Linked DNA regions of Drosophila melanogaster: region 1 is linked to region 2. Evidence: chromatin contacts called from public Hi-C data. All regions are on one chromosome and are shown on one strand. Each heading gives the region's core, a stretch centred on a gene start, on an enhancer-like site or on the middle of the called end of the contact. The rest is flanking DNA. Distances are from core to core; before and after follow the strand shown. Region 1 holds the start of Mtpalpha (Mitochondrial trifunctional protein alpha subunit). Region 2 holds the start of PDZ-GEF (PDZ domain-containing guanine nucleotide exchange factor).

Region 1 (6,665 bases), core at 2,842-5,341, 3.3 Mb before region 2:
AGGCCAAGACTCAGTCCATCCAGGAGAGCAAGCGCAGAAGGATGGGTGCTTCCGATGTGCTCGAAACCAAGCAGGAGTTAGTGGTGCCACCCACCACCTACCTGCCCACATCGACGCCCACACATAGCACCAACTTTAATCAATCTCAGGGTTCATATGTCCCAGCAGGACAAGGATCAGTGATCAGTCAGTGGAATAGAGAGATTCACTACGAAACGGAGGATCCATGCTATGCCAATGGAATGTACTCCTACGATATGCTCCACTCACCTCTCTCAGCGCATAGCTCCACGGGCAGTTATTACCAGGAGAACAAACCGCAGCAACTGCAGCACTCACAATACCAGCAGCAACTCTCACCGCAGCAACATGTACCAGTCAGCTATGATCCCAGCCAGCCAATCTCCTCCAGCCTTCAGTGCGGAATGCCTTCGTATGAAATATGCGACGATACGTCCAGTTTGACCAGCAGCTCGGGCTACTGTTCCGAGGATTATGGCTACTACAATGGATATCTACCCAACTCGCTGGACGTGAGCAATGGAAGCCAAAGCCAGAATCTTAGCCAGGATGCAAGTTTCTACACAACCAGCTCGGAGATCTTCAGTGTGTTTGAGTCAACTCTGAATGGCGGAGGGACCAGTGGCGTGGATCTCATCTACGACGAAGCAACCGCCTATCAGCAACATCAGCAACAGGGAACTTTTCCGCATCTCACCAATTATCAACAGGAGCCGCAGGATCAGATGCAGTCCGCCGACTACTACTACAGCAATACGGGAGTGGACAACTCGTGGAACATTCAAATGGACGCGACATATCACCCAGTCAACAGCACGGATCCCATCTATTGCTAGGGGATCGGGATAAGATCTCTCATCGCAACTACTATTACTGAGCCACTCAAGCGTTGTTCTAGTCCCTAGTTGATTGATTTCCATTCATGTTCCCATTGCTTGTTGGTCGTGTATTATTATATATTGAACGTTTCTAGTTTGTACTTTTGTACTTGTTTCCCAGCTATTCCAAAGTTTTAGAGCACGTAAGAGTAATAGTATTCTTAAGCACATAGAGTTTTAAGTCACATTTCCCACCTATTTATGAACTTTTTTGTAGTAATAAACATTTTTGAAAGAAAAACTTAATCGAAGCAGCCTTTTTTTGAGAATTGACACGTGTCAAGCAAGGGAGCTCGTAATCATTGTCAGTATAACATTACCAGCGGCAGGATATACAACTAGGGATTTTCCTCAACAACAAGTTTAAATTCGTTAGTCAACCAAAATCGTGTAACAATGGGTGCTTGTCGCCCTAGAAAATGTAGTGCAAATAACCGAACTATGGCAATTGTGAGTACTAAATAAAGGCCTAAACAAATAACAATGAATAAAACCAAATTTTGTATTGAGAAGCGTCGCCGTAGAGCTCTAGTTAACTTGCTATTTTTGCGCCGTCATTTGATTGGACAGGCACTTGGAATTACGAATCGGGAAACTCCAGACCTTAGGGTAAAATCGCGGCGACGCAATCGTAGAAGGAGAATGCAATTCAGAGTCCGTACACCAAGTGATAATGCAATGCGCTCAGTAAGGCATCATGGACAGAATCCAATCAGCCCAGGATCACGGCTACAACGAAATAATCCACTTTGGGGACACGCCGACATTATAACCACAGATAGAGCGTTGGAAGCTTTAAATGGACTTACTACAGGGAACAGGGAACCAAATGCATTGTCAGTAATGGTGCGATATACCAATGGGCGGTGTAAGTTGAGCTGTACTTATTGCTAATACAATGAAGTGCATAATTAATACTCTCTTATTAGATTATTTAAGCTTAGAGCCAAGTGGAAATCAGCAAAATGAGAACAATATCGTTCAAAATCCCAGTCGGAATGGTCAGAACCAACAGGTCGAAGACGGCAATGATCGGAATCTTCAACCGGCAGCTCAGGCAGCTGATGATGATAACAATATGACAAATTCAAATCCGGAGGTTCCAGATGTCGGAGGCAAATCAGAAGGATCAAGGGAATGCCCATGATTAGAATCAAGATAATAACGAAGAATATGATACTAACTCACATAGTATCAAGTTAATGTATAGTTTGGAAAGTTTTCCTTACTACACATATATACAATATTTTCATTACCAAAAGAGGTAAACAAAATTTTAAATTCCATTTTCAACGGCAATTAAATTCGGGGTCGATTAAACGGTTTACCCCCTGTCAGAGGCCACTCAAAAATTTGGTTATTGTTTCTGATCTTTTTTCAAGCCGATTATAAATAATTAAAAGTATAAAAAAAAAAAAAAAACGGTCGCCCGAGGGAAGGGGTTGCAAGTAGTCACTACGGGCAAAGAGTACTCGACCCTAATGGGGGTTTGATATCGACCATAAACAAAACGCCCATTAGTTGTCATGTTGGATGGAAAGTGTGCCGCTGACGCGTGCGACCTTCAAGGATATTCGCACACTCGCCAAGCTGCAGGAGAAATGAGAAATGAGGAATGACTTTGTTTCAAAGGATATTTGCATACATAATTCGAGTGCGGCTGCGCCGAACCCTTGCCCAAATGAAAACATTTAAAATGTTTTGATTTCATTTATGTTAATTTCCAGCCATAAATCACAACCGACCGTGTGCTTCCTGTCGCATCCTGCAACAATATTTGTCCTTGCTGTTTGATTAGCCCTTAGCCCGAACCCTCACTCGCATGCAAATGAGAACTCTGTGGAGTCGCTGGCTTTGCTGCTCATTTGGTGTTATCCTTGGGTGCCGAGGGGAGGAATCGGAGATCGCAAAGGTATTATGCAAATTAACTGATGCTGATCCCATTGTTGCCGGTGTAATTCAATATTCGCGTGAATAAGTGCGCGAATATAGGATATCTAATCTGAGGTTTCGCAAATTCACATTTGCAATTCCAGAGACTAATTTCGAATGCAAATGCTATACGGTGGCAATTTGTTAATGCAGATTTTCGCAAACTAATGAAACTCAAATAGAGGTCTCAATTTATGGTTAGATGCCATATATGGTTATATTCAAAATATAATTATCCTATGTAGTATTACATTTATTTATTTAAAATCAGTTTAAAATTTGCAAAATTTGTAAAATACATTATTGTAGCTTTGTGGATAATGGTTCTTCTGCCAATTGTTATCCATTTGATAAGCCCGCTGATTGGAAAAGGTCAGGTCACTTATGCAGCCATCTACCAGCATTTGACTGACGGACTTTTGCAGTTGACATAAACCGACGAACTCAAGTGTGACTTTTTTGACTCTTCACACATCATAGACGGATCAGCGGAGAAATCAAGACCGCAGCTGCAGCTTCGGGGAAAAACGATTAACTATTTACTTTATAGTACACGCCACATGAAACGCCTGCGTCAAAGGCCACAAAGGCGTGTTGCCACAATAAAGCGCCTGGCGAAATCTCATCCGAACCTATTTAGCAGTGGCCACTTGAAAGGACAATGGCATCGCATCAAATGAGGCGCGCTTAATGTGGCTTCAATGAGTCCTGGACTCGAACTCGGAGATCCGAGGAAGCGACCTGAAAAATGCGAGTGACATGCGTGTCCCGCAAATTGTGCGGCCTGTTAATGGTTCGACCTCGAGTTGTGGGGTGGGTCAGCGTGACAGATTCCCAAAAACAATGTCGTTGAAATATTGTATTGTAAACCGGGTCGAGTTATTGTAAAACTCTGGTATTATATACGATTTATAATTTTGTGTTCTCTTAAAAAAATGAAAGATAACAATAAAAAGGTGATCTACAGAAATCGCTTAAACTAAAAATTACTTGCAGTCTAAAACAAGTACGAAATTATGTTTTATGCGTAAAACATAATAGAATGCCCATATATATATACATTTCTTCATTTTTCTTTTTTGTACTTTTCTTTTATACTTTAAAATTAAAAGTTGCTACAATAGTAACACTAGTTATGATCTCCTGCGCCACCTAGTTAAAAAAAAAACGACACTAGCGACACCTGGTGGATGAGTTTGTACTGTGTGCGGTATTTAGGCTAGTGCTAAAATTTAGAAAATACTTATGGTAGTATATTTTATTGGTACGAACGCGGTCACACTGGGGATGTGCAACAAGTAGAAATTGCCGCATAGTTTTTTATAGCGAATCGCGAACACATAACTAACGGTGCATGATCAAAGTTCGTTAAAAATTAAAACAAATAGTTATCGTAAGCAAAAAGTGACTATCTTATAAGATCGAACTGAGAGCAATGTCGGCAACGAGGTTTTTGAGTGCCGTTGGCCAAATTTCGCGACAGCAATTGCTGCAGAATAAGTGCACCAGAGGTGGGTTAATTAGAAGTTCTGCTATGAAAAGGGAAAGTGCAAATTGCAGGCCATAATTCTTCTACATTGGAATTTGGCCCCTTGGAAATGGGCAGTACTCTAGCGGTATCTCTGTCTCTCTCCCGTTCCCGTGTTAGCTGAATCTCCCCCGATGCCGCATAACTGGACTTTGAACTTTGTACTCTCCCTTGACGTATAGCTTCTGTCTCTCGCTTTCTGATTTCCGATTTCGAGTGCCGTGAGATAATGTGCACTAATCGCAAACAACAATCTCTTAACCCCACGCAGCCCTGCCCATTTCGGCCCAGCTTCTCCAGAGGCGCCGCCTAATGTCCACGAATCCCGCACCGGTTGCCAACAAGCATCTCCACACCAAGGTGGTCAATGGAGTGCTTGTGATCAAGATCGACTCACCCAATGCCAAGGTGAATTCCCTGGGCTCCGAAGTGAGCGATGAGTTCGAGCGAGTGATTAAGGACCTGGAGACGAATCCTGCCGTCAATTCCGCCGTGCTGATCTCGGGCAAACCGGGCTGCTTTGTGGCCGGAGCCGACATCGGGATGCTGGAAGCATGCCAGACGGCGGAGGAGGCCACGCTGATCTCCCACGGCGCCCAGGTGATGTTCGATCGCATGGAGCGCAGCAAGAAGCCCATTGTGGCCGCCATCAGCGGAGTCTGTCTGGGTGGTGGTCTGGAACTCGCCCTTGCCTGCCATTACCGCATTGCCACCAAGGACAGCAAGACCAAACTGGGTCTGCCCGAGGTCATGCTGGGTCTCCTGCCCGGCGGCGGTGGCACCGTCCGCCTGCCCAAGCTTACATCCGTGCCCACGGCTCTGGATATGGAGCTGACAGGCAAACAGGTGCGCGCCGATCGCGCCAAACGACTGGGCATCGTGGATCTGTTGGTGGATCCCCTAGGTCCTGGACTCCAGCCTGCTGAGCAAAACACTATCGAGTACCTGGAGAAGACCGCCGTGCAGGTCGCCAACGATCTGGCTAGTGGTAAACTTCGCGTAAGAAATACTAGTTAATCCCTTAAAGTCTTCATCATTAATTTGTTTTCCACCGTATCCACACAGGTAAATCGCGAGAAAAGCGGTCTCGTCAGCAAGATCCAGTCCTTCGTCATGGACACCGACTTTGTGAAGAACAAGATTTTCGACACTGCCAGGAAACAGGTGCTCAAGGCCTCGAACGGTCTCTATCCCGCTCCTCTGAAGGTTCGATATTGAACAAGCAATTCTCATATTTGTAAGTAACCTATAACTTCAAACAGATTCTCGATGTGATCCGTGCTGGCGTGGATAAGGGAACCGATGCCGGTTACGAGGCGGAGCGCAAGGGCTTCGGCGAGCTATCGGCCACGCCCGAGTCGAAGGGTTTGATTGCCCTGTTCCGTGGACAAACGGAGTGCAAGAAGAACCGATTTGGCAAGCCAGAGCGTCCGGTTAAGACTGTGGGTGTGCTGGGAGCTGGTCTGATGGGCGCCGGTATTGTACAGGTCTCCGTCGATAAGGGATATCAGGTGGTGATGAAGGATGCCACCGAAGCCGGCCTGGCTCGTGGTATTGGACAAGTGCAGAAGGGTTTGGAGACGGCTGTGAAGCGCAAGCGAATCTCTGCACTGGAGCGCGATCAGACTCTTGCCAGTCTGCGGCCCACTCTTGATTACAGCGACTTCAAGAACGCAGACATCATCATCGAAGCTGTTTTCGAGGACATCAAGGTTAAGCATCGAGTGATCAAGGAGCTGGAAGCAGTGGTTCCAGAGCACTGCGTCATTGCCACCAACACCAGCGCCATTCCCATCACCAAGATTGCTGCTGGAAGCTCGCGTCCCGAGAAGGTTGTTGGCATGCACTACTTCTCGCCCGTGGACAAGATGCAGCTGCTGGAAATCATCACTCACCCAGGAACCTCCAAGGACACCATCGCACAGGCCGTGGCCGTCGGTCTCAAGCAAGGCAAGGTCGTTATCACTGTTGGTGACGGACCTGGCTTCTATACCACCCGCATCCTCTCCACCATGCTGTCGGAAGCCATCAGGTAGGTTTGCATTTTAAGATGACTAGTGAAATTGTTTATTATACTCCCATATTTTATGTCAGACTGCTGCAGGAAGGCGTGGACCCCAAGGATCTGGACCAATACACGAAGAAGTTTGGCTTCCCCGTGGGTGCTGCGACCCTTGCGGATGAGGTTGGCATTGACGTGGGTTCCCACATTGCCGTCGACTTGGCAAAGGCATTCGGCGAACGTTTCAGCGGTGGAAACTTGGAAGTAATGAATGATCTGGTCCTGGCTGGTTTCCTCGGACGCA
Region 2 (7,084 bases), core at 804-3,303:
GCCTTAAGGCCCTGCGTGAACTCAAGCAGTACTTCCACATCTTCCTCGCTGCGCTCCGCCGGATCCTTTTCCAGACAGTCACGCACGGCATCCCGCACGGTAAGACTCTAAATAAATCAGAAAAAAAAAGCCAAATAAATAATCAGATGTTCTTCCTTTTCTAATGACATTCTAACACATCGTTGTAATGTATACATTGGATGTTTTATCCACTTACATCCATGCTCTCCGCCAGGTCCTCCTCGTCAGAGTCCACAACGGACTCCACCAGGCCGGAGAGGTCAATCTCCTCGGCCTCCAGCGACGAGGCATAGTTCGAGGCCATTGTATCGCTGCCGCTGTACGCCGAACTGGTGTCACTGGAGTGCGAGCCCCGGTTGCATTTTTGGTGCAGTTCCGGCCGGTTGATTGTAGTCGAGCTGCCCACCACCACTCCTGTGCCTGCTATGCTTGTGGGTGGATACTGTTGGGGAGAGAGGTCAATTTAATTCAAGTACAATAAGCTAATCTGCGCGCACTCACATGATGTCTGATATGGTGATACGGATCCATGAGGGGTAGCTTTTGCTGTGGATGCTGTCTACAACGACATGCCAACCTTTGCCCCGTTTGATGTGATATGTGATGAGATTAGACTTTATACTTAACTGAAAAGGTTGAGAAAGGACCATGGTTAGAAACAAAAGAATTAGTGTGTAAGTCATCTTATAAGTAAAGGATTCAATACGCTTCTGTTCTTTATAAACCTCTTATTTTATATCAAAATTCCGTACGTCTAAAGAACTGAAATCGGACTTCTAAAACCACAATCAACTTTCTGTAACTTGTTATATCCTCATGATCACGGATATAGATAAAAGCAACAATAGTGGCAACTTTTAAAATTGCCATTTGTTCATTGTTTGCTTTTGTAACCGAAAACAATTGGCCGAGAGATTAGCCATTGTATAGCGTTTGGGCCAATTTGAAGAAAGGGTGGCCCAAATCGCGGATGTAGTGGCATCTGCGGAGCTTTGATTGCGATGCACACGGCGCTCGAAAACAAAGGTTTTCGAAACGAAATTGCTGTGAGAGTTTGTTAGTCAATTCTTATTCGGCTTTTTGTTTGCTGGCCGCGCAGGTTGCTGCTTTTGTTTTTTAATTTTTGTTTTTTTTTTTTTGCTGGGTTTTTTTTGCTGCCCGCACTAACACACTTTCATTTTCCGCCACAACAAACACAATGCTGCCAATAAATTAAGGCAAACAAAAACAATCGGAGAGCGGGCGAAAATTCTCATGGGAGATTGAGTATGCGCTGCCTACGCGTCGGCGGAGTGTGCATGTGTGTGGGAGCCAAAGCTGCTACTGTACGTGAGAGCGATTGCTGAGCGTTTGCATGTGTGTGTGCGAGGGGGCGAGCGACACAGAAAAATAATAACAAAAAATGAAACGAAAATTGTAGGCGACGACATCCGAAGCGCGGATAAGCCATACACAACAATAATAATAGGAGCATTGCAAAATCAAAGCGTAGTAAATAAAACACACTTTGCACCACCCACACAGACAGCAGACGCACTAACACACTCGCACAGCCAGCAGATATGGGCGTGTTTGGTGCAGTTGAATGGTTTTTGCAGCCAGCAAGGGTCCTCCAGTGGCGGGGGGTGGGGAGTTGGTTGGGACTGTGTTTATGCCCCTGCACTTGCTAATTATACGCACTTTTTTTTTAGACGCAAGTAGTTTCCCAGCTGCCCTTTTTGCGTACACTGCTGCATAAAGAGATTCAAGCAGCCTGTGTGTGTATTGGTATTGTGGTGCGCATTGTTGGAATTTCTTTCACTCACACACACAAACACACATCTCGACGAGGAAAAGTGGCTGTTGCACTGCAGTTTTGTGAGCGCTTTTCGCTCTCAGCTGCGTGGCCGAGTGTGTAAGATGGTATTTCGAGTTGCTTTCATTTGGTGAATTAGTTTTTCGATTCGAGGGCGACCGTTTAATTTAGAAAAATTAAGTAGCTGAAAACTAAAAGTCCGACGCGTCTTACAGTGTGACCACACCGCTCAGTGATACCAGGTTTTCTATACTATCTATGACTATCGCTGAATTGCGGTATTTAAATACCGATTGGTTGGTATAGATTGTTCACTAAGTTCCTTTTTAATACGCTAGTGGCGCCACTTCTGTTTCAAAAAATACCCGCTGATCTGGGAATCGGTTATTTCTGCTTTATGTTTTTTAAAACATTTATTTATAGATGGCGCCTTGGTGATTTTTATTATTTTCATACATTACCGTTATCAATTTATAAATTGCAAACTTTTTAAAACAAAGTCAAGTTTGCCCCAGAAAATCGAAATGCTGTGTTTTTAAGGATTTTTCTTTATTTATAATCTAATGCAATTTCTTCCATTTCAAAAAGCGTACAATTCTGAGTTTCATCTTTAGAGTTCTTTTTATTAAACATGATTGTGCTCAACGATTTTCTTTCTTGTCTCTACTTTTTGCTTATTTATATTTTGAGTTACACTGATCTTTAGAAAGGGAAACGTATCGTTTAGTTTATGGTTATGCTAAATTAAAATAATTATATTTATATTTAGTAAAGAATCATTTTAAATATTTGGAATACATGAAAACCATTGAACTCTTAACTGAAATAATGTAAATGTCGTCTATCATGCAAATTTAAAACGAACTTACAACTATGCTTATGATTAAAACTTATTTTCTTAGATCGAGTTGATATAACTGCATATCTTTATTCAGCGAAACCTTTTTAAGCATTTGATAGAATACAAATTAAATAAAATAGATATACGGTTATTAAGACTTTGTACAGCACAAGAAAATAGGAGGGAAAAGGCACAGTAAAAATTTGGTTAAACAAAATACATTTTTGATATGCGTCTAATTGACTTTTGTGTAGACTAGAGATTTAAGAACGAATGTCTGCGATTAGCCTAGGTTTTTAACTCGAACGAGTTTAGATTTGCAGAAATACAAAGCAATTTGCACAATTGTTTTCACACTTCTTTGTTTAAACAGTTATTGTCAAAATTATATGCAGGCTTTAAATATTTTTTTTCCATCGCGATACATCGTCAAAATGCAGTTGTAATTTCCAGGAAAAGGGGCAGCAACGGCAGGTGGACATTATTTAGTTTTTATAAATATAGACTCATTTCACTTTACTCTAGTAAATATGTAAAGCATAATTGATTTGATAGATAGCGTTCAGGTGGAGGAGCGATAGGTACACACATATGTCAATGTTTTCATTTTCGATTCCATTTAATTATCCATTGGATAGAATGCACAAATATTACCATACGGAGTTTTCTACCAATATTATTTACACTTAAACTCTTTCAATGTGTATTATTCGAGGGATTTTATAAGCTATTCACTTGATTGTGTCCTTAGAAGTATAATATTTGTTAGCGATTCCTGTGTTTTACCGTACAAACAGTCGTTACCTCTGATATACATACATATTTGGATAATTTCCGATTGGGCATACCCAGTCGAAGAATGTGTAACGTATTAAATTCGGGGTTTGATTTGCGATTGTTATTCATTAAGTTCTCTACATGCATTTCTCTTTAAAATTACGTTCTTCCCGGATAGCTGTCGAAATTGATAATTGAATTATAACCTGCTAAAATCATGTTCAATTCGTATTTCTACGCCTAGAATGTTTCAATACATGTGTGTATGGGTCTGTGGCTTAAAACCTAAATTCTTGCGCTGCAGATACAAATGTATCTCGCGGAAACTGGGTCGACTCGACTCGTCGCGCTGCCAGCACTCGCACATCAGATCGTAAATCTCTCGCGGACAATTCGGAGGCATTGGCAAAAGTTCCTAGAAATACGAGGCAACATAATTCTTTGACCACATCAATAATTGTTTCTATAGCCACTCACATGCATTTTGTAGTCCCGATATATGAGGCCGATGTTTTCAATTACACTTTTGTCCGACAAATGCTCGTAGGGCTGCTCCCTGGCGAAAGTCAATATTTCCCACAGGGCAACCGCAAAGGACCACACATCCGATTTCGTTGTGAACTTGCCCTGCAAAGAGGTATTATCAAACCATGTTAGATAACAGATAGATCATTTAATTATTAGGAGATACACATATATAAAACCAAGGGAAATTGCAAAAAGTAAGTATATTTTTGAAGCGGTAAGTATTTGGTTGTCCCACATTCATTTTATCTTAGCTCCTTTTAGCTCCTGTTCATGTATCTAAAACCTTTTGCAGCCTTTCATTATACGCAACAGCGTTCCACAATCCGCCCCCTTATCAATTCCGATTTTTCCTGCAGTGCTATACACTCACTCGTTCGTTTATTTGGGCCCTGTTGAACGCCTCTGGAAACCTCTAAAAGCATCCTTTTCTCCCCAAACCACGCCGACTCGTACTCGTACTTGTATCTAGTCTTTCTGCCTCCCAGAGGCTCTTTGTTTTTATTTTTATCTGTCATATTGTGTGGGAATGTTTGTACGTACATACATACTATATTCATGTACATTTCGTTCCGTTTGCTTTTCGTAGTCTGGCCAAAAATCTGCTCCCGGTTTTCGTGTAGTTAATTAATTTAGTTGGTGCGGTTTTTGCTTGGGGATTTATAAAATATTTCACTCGGTTTTTGGTTACTTTTACGCTTTGCCAAATGTTTTTTTCTACTCACTGCTTTTGTTATAAAATTGCGTATGAAACGTTTTTTCGGTCAAAAAAAAAAAACACTCACGACATAAGACGAGTTGAGCACCCAATGGGTTAATGGACTCTGCATGTTTGTTAATTAACCAGCCGCCTAATTGGGGCTACATTTTACATTATTTTATTGATTTGATGTGGGCGTTGTATTATTATATAAAAAGAATAAATAGAGTCAATACAGAAACAAGGGTACATATTTCATAAAAGCTTGTTCGCCATGGAGAGGCATTAACCCAACGAAAAGGGTAATTCTGACCAAATATAATCATAAGGTATTAAAATTGACATTTAACAGCCGAAACTTTTAGGGCTTAATAACTATAGTTACAATTGAACTTTGAAATTTGTCATTGAACAAGTGATTTGTTGTCAGTCCTCTGTTTCATTAATTAAAATGGGGTTTACTAAGCCCGCCTTTGTCACATTTTAATTAGTATATATATATATGGATTTACTGTTTAAGGTTTCATATAAAGCTTCTAATACACAAAAAATATGATATATAAATGTCATTCTTGTTTATTGTTGCACATTTGGGTATGGGTATGTACTAACTAAGTTACTACTCACGCCTATAAAACGTTCAAAGTTATGTTATTAGTAATGCAGAACTTTGATTGGATTTTCACACAAAATATTCTAGTTTTGAATAGGTGTTTTTTGATATTACTTTATATATAATATAATATGATCTATATACTATAATATCTTACCAATAGGACGCTCTCCCAAGCCATCCAGCGAATGGGCATGGGCTGGCTCTGTCTGCCGGTGAAGCCCTCCAATTGGCAGTAGTCCGACGCGTAGGCCGAGCGGTTTATCACAGTGCCGATGGAGCAGACTTTGACGCACAGTTCGGGGCCAATGATGCAGCTCCTGGAAGGAAGCGGAGCACATGGCATGAGGGCAATTAAAAAATAAATACCAGAAAATAAATATTAGGCCAGAGAGCTAAAGCGCCCCAAAGATACTCGTGCAATGTCAAGGATTCCAAATATTTGCATTTGCTTAGACAAAAGAACGCCCCCAGTGTTCTCTACGTCCAGTTTGTTTTTCAAAGGAGTTGACTTTGGCTTGCAAATTAAAAATGACAGATTTAATGGAAAAAGTACGGAACAAGAATTTATAAATAGGTTTCATCCTTGTATGGCTTAGTGTGAAATTCACAAGTACTGCAATTTATCAGTTCTATAAAGTTGTTACTCAATAAAAATTAAATGCGTGAGTTCTAAGTGGAAAAAAGTCCTCTCTTTTCTGGAATTTGTATAAGTTCGAAGAAATACAGTTGCTAGGATATTTAAGTACCTATAGATACGTGTGGGTTTTCATGTCGAAATCAATAAGTGCTTCTTTCGCTCTAATCTGAGGAATCAACATCGAAACTAATTATCGACCTCTGAATAAGGAAGGTAGGGGCACCGCCCCTTAAGTGGAAGGCTAATCAAATATGCAAGGACCAAGTGGGCTGAAGGACTAAGCGCCCGACGCTTCAGGACTAATCTCCTGCAGCGGAGCATAAAGTGAGCCATAACCCATCAGCCGACCGGTCTGACAAGCATAATTTCCTGTCTCTCAATATTGAAAAAGGATATAAAGTCCTGTCATATTGCAAATAAAATGTAAGCTTGAAGTGCTAAGAGCGACGTCGTTGTCTTGACATGTAATGCGTTTAGCCCAAACAGCAAACCACATGTCGAGAAGGGGTCGAAAAGGGCAAGTTGCAACCCTCGCCTCGGATAGACAACTGTTTCTGATTTCGGCGCATTATAGATTTCCATTTCCAGGACGTGTCAACAGTTTGAACGAGTGCGAGTGCGACGACGACGAGTACGAGTATGAGGTGAGCTGAGTGAAAGGTTTAATTTTCCACAAACATGCGAAGGGGCGGCAACACTGGAATTGTGGGTCGCTGGCTGAGTGAGTAGTTAAGTAGGCTTGCCAGGGCTGTTTATGGATTGGCTTGGATTTCCATTCCATAGACAAGCACTGACAGTGACGTCGACACGTGTCGAGGCTTCTCCAGCTGAAAACCGAGACCAGTACGAATGTACACATTCATTACACGGTTCCGATTACTTCTGAAAAAGCAATATACTTCTGATCGATTACAGTTACTTTCTATAACATTTAATTTCATAAAAGTTAATAAATGTTTTCAAAACGTTGAGGGTATAGAATCATTAATCGAGTTGGCAGCACCGTGTAGTTTCACGTAGGGACGAAGCGCATTGAGCTGGGTGCAAAAACTTATGTATAGATTAAGCTTATATTTTTCATGAACGTTTTATGTAAAAAAGCCTTTTAAAGATAGCATACCCAAAATATTCATGAAAAACTGCAGGTTCACGCTGCAATTTTTCGCATAACA

The links. A called contact is a pair of places that touch in the nucleus more often than the background predicts.
Region 1: a contact with region 2 is called in a Hi-C map of the Kc167 cell line, with 2.8 times the contacts expected there. The contact joins the promoter of Mtpalpha here to the promoter of PDZ-GEF in region 2.

Annotation. Positions count from the first base shown.
Region 1 is chr2L:9,574,195-9,580,859 of dm6, reverse strand. Mtpalpha (Mitochondrial trifunctional protein alpha subunit) reads left to right here and starts at 4,091. Exons shown (of 5, transcript NM_164860.2): 1 at 4,091-4,342; 2 at 4,480-5,358; 3 at 5,425-5,565; 4 at 5,622-6,391; 5 at 6,454-6,665. The coding sequence starts at 4,672. CG31709 reads left to right here and starts at 1,222. Exons shown (of 3, transcript NM_001298853.1): 1 at 1,222-1,349; 2 at 1,413-1,767; 3 at 1,829-2,740. The coding sequence starts at 1,296. The coding sequence ends at 2,046. gcm (glial cells missing) reads left to right here. Exons shown (of 2, transcript NM_001273363.1): 2 at 1-1,362. The coding sequence ends at 857.
Region 2 is chr2L:6,318,736-6,325,819 of dm6, reverse strand. It overlaps PDZ-GEF (PDZ domain-containing guanine nucleotide exchange factor), which reads right to left and starts at 2,053. Exons shown (of 8, transcript NM_001273197.1): 1 at 1,827-2,053; 2 at 523-647; 3 at 218-463; 4 at 1-107. The coding sequence starts at 552. It overlaps Ddr (Discoidin domain receptor), which reads right to left. Exons shown (of 17, transcript NM_001298737.1): 15 at 5,430-5,592; 16 at 3,912-4,061; 17 at 2,354-3,849. The coding sequence ends at 3,685.